Regions from separate parts of the Mus musculus genome. Here region 1 is linked to region 2. A link is a contact called in public HiChIP or PLAC-seq data. All regions are on one chromosome and are shown on one strand. The core of a region is the stretch at or near the end of the contact, and the rest is flanking DNA. Distances in the headings are between cores, read along the strand shown. Region 1 has its middle 5.2 kb from the start of Gm38137. Region 2 holds the start of Wdr12 (WD repeat domain 12).

The links. HiChIP or PLAC-seq counts read pairs in DNA pulled down with a chosen protein or histone mark.
Region 1: an H3K27ac HiChIP or PLAC-seq map of embryonic stem cells shows a contact between it and region 2, with 2.8 times the contacts expected there. The contact joins the enhancer-like site here to the promoter of Wdr12 in region 2. A contact is called at or near these places in 18 of 39 promoter capture datasets (the 3T3-L1 cell line, 3T3-L1-derived adipocytes, the C10 cell line and 13 more), 1 of 15 datasets of contacts at CTCF or cohesin (pro-B cells), 13 of 484 Hi-C or Micro-C datasets (CD8 T cells, the HL-1 cell line, LSK cells and 7 more), 14 of 115 datasets of contacts at active chromatin or transcription factors (the 230-238 cell line, astrocytes, embryonic basal ganglia and 9 more) and 2 of 9 other capture datasets (liver and macrophages).

What each region holds. Positions count from the first base shown.
Region 1 is chr1:60,856,244-60,860,916 of GRCm38.p6, reverse strand. No RefSeq gene overlaps it. Among named protein-coding and RNA genes, the nearest start is that of Gm38137, 5.2 kb to the left of the region's middle. Within about 2 kb of position 3,111, at least 18 of the 459 cell types and tissues checked have an H3K27ac peak or open chromatin away from gene starts, as enhancers often do. A contact at or near this core is called in the N1E-115 cell line, embryonic stem cells and macrophages, where this site is marked.
Region 2 is chr1:60,094,363-60,099,247 of GRCm38.p6, reverse strand. Wdr12 (WD repeat domain 12) reads left to right here and starts at 1,341. Exons shown (of 13, transcript NM_021312.5): 1 at 1,341-1,741; 2 at 4,722-4,816. The coding sequence starts at 1,701. It overlaps Carf (calcium response factor), which reads right to left and starts at 1,001. Exons shown (of 16, transcript NM_139150.5): 1 at 941-1,001.

The sequences.
Region 1 (4,673 bases), core at 1,862-4,361, 760 kb before region 2:
AGAGAGAGCGCTAATTGATAAAAATTGACAATAGGTTCTCACAATCTATTCTTACATTTGCAATGAAGCACACTGACCAATAGATGGCAGTCATTGACTGCTCCACAAATGTCTAGTTCCCACCCACATTGAATCAGCCACATCTAAATTTGCTGTGTCAGGGTGGGATTTTCAGGACCATCCATCTTTGCTACAACCACCAGACTGGTACTGCAGTTTCTGTTTCTCAACAGCCATATAGTCGCAGAAGAGACCTTGTAGTTTACCATATTAAGAAGCCCCTTCTGTCGTTGATGAGAGTGTGCCCAAGTCCTCAGACAAAGCTGCAGTTCATCCCACTCCATCTCCAGTGACAGTACCTGCTTTAAGTGTTCCTCAAAAGACCCTGCCTCCCCTTCTTTGTGTATGTCCTTGTCCTTGAGCTTCTCCATGTTGTCCACTGTCTCCCTCAGCTTTGGCTCAGATTTAGCCATAAGCACCAAACCATGATCTATCTATACAGTTAAGTTTGCCCTGGTGGTAATAGTTTTTCAAGCCTGACCTTTACCTCAGCACAAGATGCTTGATAGAACCAGATAGAAGTGTGCAATCTGTAGGTGAGGGAGAAGGCAACACGGGTTCAGTGTGTTCCAGCCTTGTGATGCTAGGCCAAAGGTAAAATCCAGGGATTTTTCAACCCATCTGACCATGTCTATCCATGACTCCTTCTTTATTTTGAGTCTGCTGTTTTGGTTTAGGTTTGGTGCCTGTTTTCTGCTAGAGTTCAAACCCAGGGACTCACAAATGCTAGGTAAGCACTCTGCCACTGAACCACACACGTGCCCTTTGGCTCTAGTCTTCAGAGTTACAGCTATGACACATTATTAACTGGTGCAGTGTCAAGAGCTTGCATCATGCTACTGTCAACACTACCAACTCTGCTCCACATACAGAATGTCTACAGAGCCCGGACGTCATTGCAGGGGCACCATGACAAGCTTGGTGTGGCCCTAACACACTTGTGAAGTAAATTGTTGGTATTAACCCCCAATTTATATGTGAGGAAATGAAGGCACAGAGAAGCTAAATGATTTTGACAAAAGTCACATCGAGTCCTAGGATTTGTGTTCCAGTCACCTGTCCTGAGGTATTACACCCTTAGCAACTATGCTTTCACCTATCGAACCAGCAGTGTGACATAGAAAGAACTAACTTTACCTTCTCTGCCTGTCCAAATGGTGACAGGCTGGCTTGAAGGTGAGCCTGGGCTTTAGCTCCTGCCTGAAATCTCCTGTGGATCTTCACAAGTCCGGACTGGCCAAAAGAATCCAGTGCACACGTGATCAGGTTACCCACAAGCACACAAGGAAGGTTCCAAGAGAATTAGCCCAGATTTCACTACTGAGAGAAGGCTGGGATACGATGCTGGCTTAGCCTCCCATCTATGTTTCACAGGTTGACAATGGGAGCAGTTTCATCATAATAACCCCAGCATCTTCAAAGGGAATCTGCTAGACAGTATGGGAGCAGCTTCACTAACTGAGAGGACCATGGATGGCTCCAAACACAGCAGCGTACTCCAGAGCCTCAGTGTTATATCAAAGCATGCCTGTAAACACTAGATAAAACATAAAATGTAGAGTGCACTTGGCAGCTACTCAGGAGTTAAAAATAAAATTACCACCCGGCCCAGTAACTCCAGTCCATAGTATGCACTCATTCCTCAAGTAGATTAAAACAGAAAGTTTACTTATATGTTAATATTTCTAGCATCCTATGCACAATAGTCCCAAACAGGAAACAATCAAAGTGTCTAGCAACCGAGGACATTTTTTTGATGCTTTTTTTTTTTTTTTTTGGTCCGTGTATCAGAATGCAAATTCCTGCGATAAAAGGAATGAAGTTTTGATGTGTACTTCAACAAGAGTAGAATTAGCAAACTCTAGATGTGGTAAAATAAAGTAGACATGGGAAATGTAGCGGGTGTCCTGGTCCTGGTAGAAGGTGATAAATTCATAGAGGCAGGAATAGAAGTGAAGAGTATCTGAGAGAAAGGAAACTGGACACTGTTGTATAATAGGCACAGAGGTACCATTTGCAACAGAGGTTCTTCAAGCAGTAGTGGTGACCGTTACTCACACTGTTAACGTATTTAATGTCAATGAACGCTGCACATAAAATGGCTAAAAGAATAACATTTATGTCATATTGTACCACAATAAAAAAATAGTTTTAAAAAAACCCAAAGTATCTAGGACTTTTTCTTTAAAGATTTTCAGTTACCTAAGATATATCCATTTTCTTCTTTTTCTTTACCAACATAGCCTTGATTTATTGGAGTAACATTGTGTCCAGGAGGAAAATGTTTTCTCCCATAGCCCCTGAAGGCAGCGGTAGCTACATGACTTTAAGTTGTCTAAAGTGATATAAGCTCCCCTGGTTTCCAGGAGAGGAGAAGAGATTCTGGAAGAGTTCCTTGAAAATTGAGGATGAGAGACACATTTATCTGGTGTACAGAAAACCAGATGGTAGGAAGAGAAGAAGCTGAGGGACTGGAGAAGTCGGCGAGCTGCTGTGGCTTTTGTGGAACGCTTCTTGGAGTCTTTGAGAGAAAAGGCTCCTGTCTGATTTTATCCCAAATGCCTACTGGGATACACAGATCCTATCAGCTCACCGCATCAGCCCCCGTGTTTATTGTATCTACTGGTTTTGTCATGGAAGGGGTGCAGTACCAGAGTAGGGTTGACATGTCAGGAAACAGAGGACTTAGCCATCAGACTAATTGAAATTTATTCGGAGCTAAAGAGCTGAGTAAACCTCCCAGCCTGCGCTTCTGCCACAGATGCAATTCTAAAACATGGAGACACCATTTCCTGTCCCCTGGGGCAACCATGTTGATAGATGAGCTTCATCAGCTAGCTCAAGTGTGAAGAGTCTGTTATTCCCAGGAGGGAGAGACATGGAAGTGTTCTCTCCAGCTCCCTGATACATCCAGGGGAAGACAGTGGACTTCTTAACCCAGGTCAGAGTTAAATGAACACGGGGAGGAGATAAACAGACAGATGCCTTTGTGTTGTGGGGGTGATCGATCCTCCACCCCACAGCTCAGCTGACTTCCTCTTCCTCCTTGACCTTCACCTCTACTCTACCCTGCCAACGACTTCCTGGCGTGTCCACACCCAGGATCACGTCAGCTCCAGAGCAAGCTTCTTCAGCAAAATCTCACTATCTTACTACTCCACCCTCCTTCCAGGGAAGCTGTATTGCATGAGCATCCTTTCGAACATGTTGATAGGTATTATCGGCTATGGTTTATAACAAAAGAACAAGGGCATACACTGACAAGCTACCCAGGTGCTGGGAGCAGAACCCACAAGGCAGCACACAACTATCTATAACTTCTGTTCCAAGGGATTCAACGCCCTCTTCCGGCCTCTTGAGGTAACTGGCACACACGTGGTACCCAAGCATATGCCAGCACTTATGCATAGAAAATAAAAATAAATCTTAAAAAAAAAGAAAACCTCAGAAAATAATATTTGAAGGAACATGTTTCTGGGATGTGGTGGTATTTATCTATAATTCAACAATGGGAAAATAAAGACAGGAGGATCAGGGAACCAAGCTCATGCTTGGCTACAAAAAGACTCTGAGGCCAGCCTGGGCAACATGACAGTTTGTCTCAGAGGAAAAAAAAATTACTAAAGAATGTGTTAAATTGTGGTGTGTCTATAAAGTTGAACTTTGTGAAACAAGTTAAGGCTGAGACAAAGTTATATACAACAATACAAAAAGCTTCCGATTATACACTCATAGAAGAGCAAAATAAATGATTATGTATACATATGGGTATGTCTACAAATGCATAGACATGGATATATATACATGTAGATATACATACACTGAATATACACTTTATATGCTAACCATATCATATATATATATATATATATATATATATATATATATACAAACACACACACACACAAATAGCATACCTTTAATACCTATCTCTATAAAACACACACACACATGATTGCACACTCTATTATACCATCTTTGACAGAATATGTAAGAAACAACAACAGTAGAAGACAGAGAAGGATGGTAGAAAAGGAGAATTGCTTGTCAGTGTGTGCTCTTGTTCTCATGCTGTAAACCATATGCCAAAACTATCTATCAAGGTTTTCCGAATGCTCATTCAATACAGCTTCCCTGGCATATCACTCCCCATAACCAGCATCTTTCCACCTAAAGTACTTCTGTGGCCACCAGAGTCCACTGTACCTACATCTATGACACCTGACGTCATCAACCAATGGCTCCTGCAGAAGCAGGTGAGAACTGGCTCATAGTGGTGACAGTTGGGGGTGGGAGAGGTGTCCACACTGGTTCCCAGAGTTCCCCAGGAGAATTCTGCACATATACTCTTGGTTGGCTTCTTTGTCTCCTATCTTATTCCTCTCATTCTTTCTTTTAAAGTGTGTGTGTGTGTGTGTGTGTGTGTGTGTGTGTGTGTGTGTGTGTGTGTGTGCGCGCGCGTGTGTGTACAGAATCCAGGAGAAAGTGATTCCTCCTGTTGAAGCTGAAATTGCAGGCATTGCCATGAATACTGGAAACTCACTTTGGGTCCTCTGGAAGAGCAACAAGCACTTAACCACTGAACCCTCTCTAGCTCCACCCCCTCTCATCAG
Region 2 (4,885 bases), core at 92-2,591:
GAGAACAGTCATGCTTTTTGGGTCGTTGTCCACTTAACAAATGATTGTTTTCGCCTCCAACTGACTAGATAACTTCTAGTTTTCTACGGATTTAAATTTAATTAGGCGACATATAGAAAACCTCTCACCATATTCACTGGTTCACTCATACCGCTAAGCCAACACATTTTGCAATCCAGTTCTGCCTGACTCTAAATTGCTGTCTCAGAGTAGTGTGTCCCTGTACCCCACCCTACCCCCGGAGGTTTTCAGACGAATGCCTTAAAAAAGTGACTTTGGGATCTTAAGAGTAATAGCCCCCATCTATTCTCCACTCAGGAAAATAACTAGAGTAATAATCGAGACCATTGAGACCGAGACAAGCCTTTGAGTGACATCAAGATTAAAAAAATAATTAATAATTAATAATAATAATAATAATAAAAGAAGCCCGAAAGCAGGGGAGAAGGTGCAGAGGACACTTTTCTAAACGTCAGACTCGGAAAGGAGGGGAGAGGCCCCTCTCGGGCGGGCGCTCCGGCCCAGGACTCGGATGCTCCGTGGCGGTGGTGCGTTCTCGGGCTCCGCACCCTCTGCGGGACAGACACCTCGCCTCCCCCTGCGGCAGCCTGCCTTCTCCCGGCCGCGGGGCCCCTCCCGGGCCCACGGCGAAGGAGCCGCCGTGGAGGCGGACGAGGGCGCAGGGACAGCGCACAGCGGCGTCCGGCGACGGCCGGGGGCGGGGGCCGGCGGTTGCTCCCAGCCCGGGAGGGTCAGGAGGTGACGGGAGGAGGCGGCAGGGGGACGAAGGGAGGTTGGGAGGGAGCGTCCGGTCGCTGGGCACAGACAGCTCTGCCAGGCCTCCGGCTCCCCCAACCCTGCCGCCGCAGCGAGCCCCACAACGCGAGAGGGGAGTCCGCCGTAAGCAGAAGGGAGAAAATTCAAAACGAGACTACTCAACCTCGTCTTGGCTCCGAGGCCGCGCCGTGGAGACCAGCACAATGCGCAGGCGCACCCCTCCTGGAGGCGCAGCGCAGGTCCATCAGATTAGACCCTTCTCAGCCACCGTCGCCCAGTTCCCTTCCGACTCGTTCTCCTTTCCCGAGTTTCCGCTCTGAAGCCAGAGGTAAGAACACATGGTCTCGGCCGAATTTGGCTGTTGGAACAGTGCACACAAGACGAACAGATGGGACCTTTGTCACTCAGAATAAAGAAGCAGGAAGTGTAATATCTGCCCGGAGAAAGGAGTATTAAAAGCAGATATGAGACCCTAAATGCGGTGTGGCAAAATAAATAAAGCCTACAACTCCCAGTGTTCAGAGGGTCTGAAACGCGCTCCCTTCTGGGGTTTGTAGTATCTGAGCGCTGAGTCTAAAGGGTCTGGGTCTAAAGACACGCTTAAAATTTGGCTCAAGCTAGTTATTTTCTTTATTTTCCTAATAGATTACGAATCTAGATAGATAAGAAACAAAAGTCTTAAGGGGACTGGATGCTTTTAGGACTACGCTTGACTAATCGATGTTTCCTAAATCTCGGAATAGGTACTTGATGTGTGCGGGCTGGGCGCTGGTGGAAATCGAACCTCGTGGTATGTTCTGTAGGAACCTGAGGGAGCTAACTGAAGCCTAGCTCCTGCTGCGCTTGCGGCGCAGTCTACCTTAGAGCTGCTTGATTATCAACGCACACATTTTCGTGGAGAAGTCTCGTGTGTATATTCAGCCATGGCACAACTCCAGGCACGTTTCTACAGCGAGAACAAGAAGTAAGTAAGGGTTCCAGCTTCTGTCCCTGTCTTCCAGGAGCCGATCTCGTTTGAAGACTCCTTCGATTTGATCCTTGCTGTTTTGACTGGGGATATACATTAAAGAAGAAACGGACAAGGTTTTAGTAAATCAAAGTTGAAAGAACTTTAATAATTATAATGGCTACAATTAAAAGAATTTATTGCAAATAAGATAAGCTGACTGATAGAAAAAAATAAAAAAGACTTCATTCGCCTTCCCCTTCACGTGCCCCGCACTTCTGCCCTGTCTCATTTGGAAGCGGTGTTCACGTCTTCTTAAATCTCCGTTTTCTACCCACTTTCATGAGCTTTTCATAATTTGACGTGTGTGGAGGACCAGGGCTTCACGTTTGCTTTCTGCATGCTGCACACATCATGTCAGTAATTTGAGAGTTGAACAGGCTTGTCCGTTAACGGTGTCTCGTGGTTTCTGAAAGCACAACTTCATCCCCCCCCCCCCCCCAAACAGACTAGAAACTGGCTATGGAGTTTGTAGAGCTGTTTTTTTAATTAGAATGAAGCCAATTCAGTGTCCGATTTGATTAGGTGTATTTTGTGTGAGTGTGTCCAACTTAGGTTTCTCTTGTTGTGATAAAACACTGACAAAAAGCAATTTGGGGAGGAAAGGGTTACAGTCATCTCAGAGGAGGCCAAGATAGGAGGAACTCCTGGCAGGAACTGAAGCAGAAACCAGAGGTGAGGGGTGGGGGTGGGGGCAAGCTGCATTTGCTCTCCCAATGGCTAGCTAGCTAAGTTTGCTTTTAAAATACAGGGTGGCTCTACTCAGTGGGCTGGTTCCTCCTACATCAGTTATTAGTCCAGAAAATGTTCCCGCAGACTTGCCTGCAGACAACCACTATAAGGGAATTTCCTCATTTCAGAGGACCTTGGCTTCTCTCTAGTTGATAAAACAAGGACTGTGTGTATATATTTGTATGTGTGTACTTCTGTGTCTATATATTAATAAGTCATATAGATGTCAACGTTGCTGGTGATACATGTATAATGGCGCTCGCCTTTAATTCCACGACTCGGCAGGCAGAGGCAGGTGGATTTCTGAGTTGGAGGCCAGCCTGGTCTACAAAGTGAGTTCCAGGACAGCCAGGGCTATACAGAAAAACCCTGTCTCGAAAAACCAAAAAAAAAAAAAAAAAAAAAAAATATATATATATATATATATGTGTGTGTGTGTGTGTGTGTGTATATATATATATATATATATATATATACATAATGTATAGAATTCAGGTGCATCATACTAATAGAGTTGTATAAACATTCACACAATCCTTTTTGGAAAAAACCACCACCCCCACCCCCTTTTTTTGTTGTATTTTTGGTTTTTCAAGACAGGGTTTCTTTGTGTAGACCTGGCTGTCCTAGAATTGTTCCCTCCAGTTGGCACTGCCTTCTGAGTGCTGGGATTAAGGTGTTCGCCACCTCCTGGCTCTAAACTGCCTTTTCTTTAGTTGACACTCCATCCCTTGAATGCTTGCCACCCAAGTCAACTCCTGATCCATTTACCATCTATTTGTAGATTTGCCTATTCTGGACACTTTTCTAATGAATTATGCAAAATGTGTGGTCTTTTGTGGATGGCATCTTTGCTTGCATGGTGGTTGGTTTTTTGTTTTGTTTTTTAGTTTATTCATAAGACAGAATATCGTTGCATTTTATTTTATGGCCACATTGTATGGCTTAGTTTCTCTTGTTGTCCAGTTAGACATTCAATATTTTAGCTGTTATGAATAGTGGCTATGTAAGCATTAATGTACAGTTTTTATGTGAACATGTGTAGCCCTGGCTGGCCTGGATCTCACTGTAGCCAAAGGCTGGCCTCAGACCCATGGATACACCTGCCTTTGCCTTCTAAATGCTGGTATTAAAGGCCCATGCCACTATGTACAGTGAACATGTGTTTTCTTTGGCATGTACCTAAAAGTATGGTTCTTGGGTCCACATTTAACTTCTAGAGGAAATGGCACACTGACTTCCATCTTCCAAAGTAACTACTGTTTTACATCATCACAGCACTGTATCTTCACCTACACTTGATTTGTACCCTTATGGATGTCAAGTGATATGCATTGTGTTTGGTCCTGTGCCTGCTGGTCTTTGCTCTTTCTCTGGAAAACTATCTATTCGAATTCCTTATCCATGTTTAAAATAAGAAAGACTTTTTATTACTCAACTGTAAATGTTCTTTATATATTTTGGATACAAGTTCCTTACTAAATAAATGATTTCCAATTTTTTTTTCTTTGAGATTCTTATGTTTCCAGTCATATTTTTCTGATCCAGTCTGTTGCACAGCTATAAAGATCTCACTAAACAGAGTGCTGCTATTGTACCTTAACTTGGACTGCTACAGTGGTTTCTTGTTGCCTACAGAAAGAAAAGAATTAAAAACTGTGTCAAAGTATACAGGATGTAAAACACTCTACATGTCTTTAGTCTCATCTCTGGTCTGCTGTTGCTGGTTTCCCACGTTCTCCTTCCCGGCTACCCTTCCCTTCCCTGGCCAGAATCACTTCTTGTAGCTCTGGCTTAAGAATGATCTTTTTTGTGCATCCTTTTGGGTCCTGAACTTCCACCCCTTTTCTTTGGTTGAAGTGACTTAGCTTTAATCACCTTATCCTTTAGGACACTGTGTCCACACTCCTTATTTTAAGAATAAAGACTTGCTGAGCTGTGGTGGCACACACCTTTGATCCCAATACTCAGGCAGGCTGATCTTTGTCATTTCCAGGCCAGCCTGGTGTACAGAGGAAGTTCCTGAACAGCCAGGGCTCTACAAAAAAAAAAGGAAAAAAAAAAAGATTAAAGACATCGTCTTTACATCATTTTGTTTATACCATGTAGCAAGTCTTGCATGAAGTACCCAAAAAAAGCTATTGAATGAAGAAAGATTTGCCAAAATATGTGTAAACACAATATGACATGTCATTTCCTCTTACAGATACGCAGTGGATGATGTCCCTTTCTCAATCCCTGCCGCTGCTGAAGTTGCGGACCTTAGTAACATTATCAATAAGTTGCTGGAGACCAAAAATGGTAAGTGTTTATGCTCTGAGAAGTGAAGCACAGTACCAACAGATAAACTTAAATAGGGGTTTGGTTTGG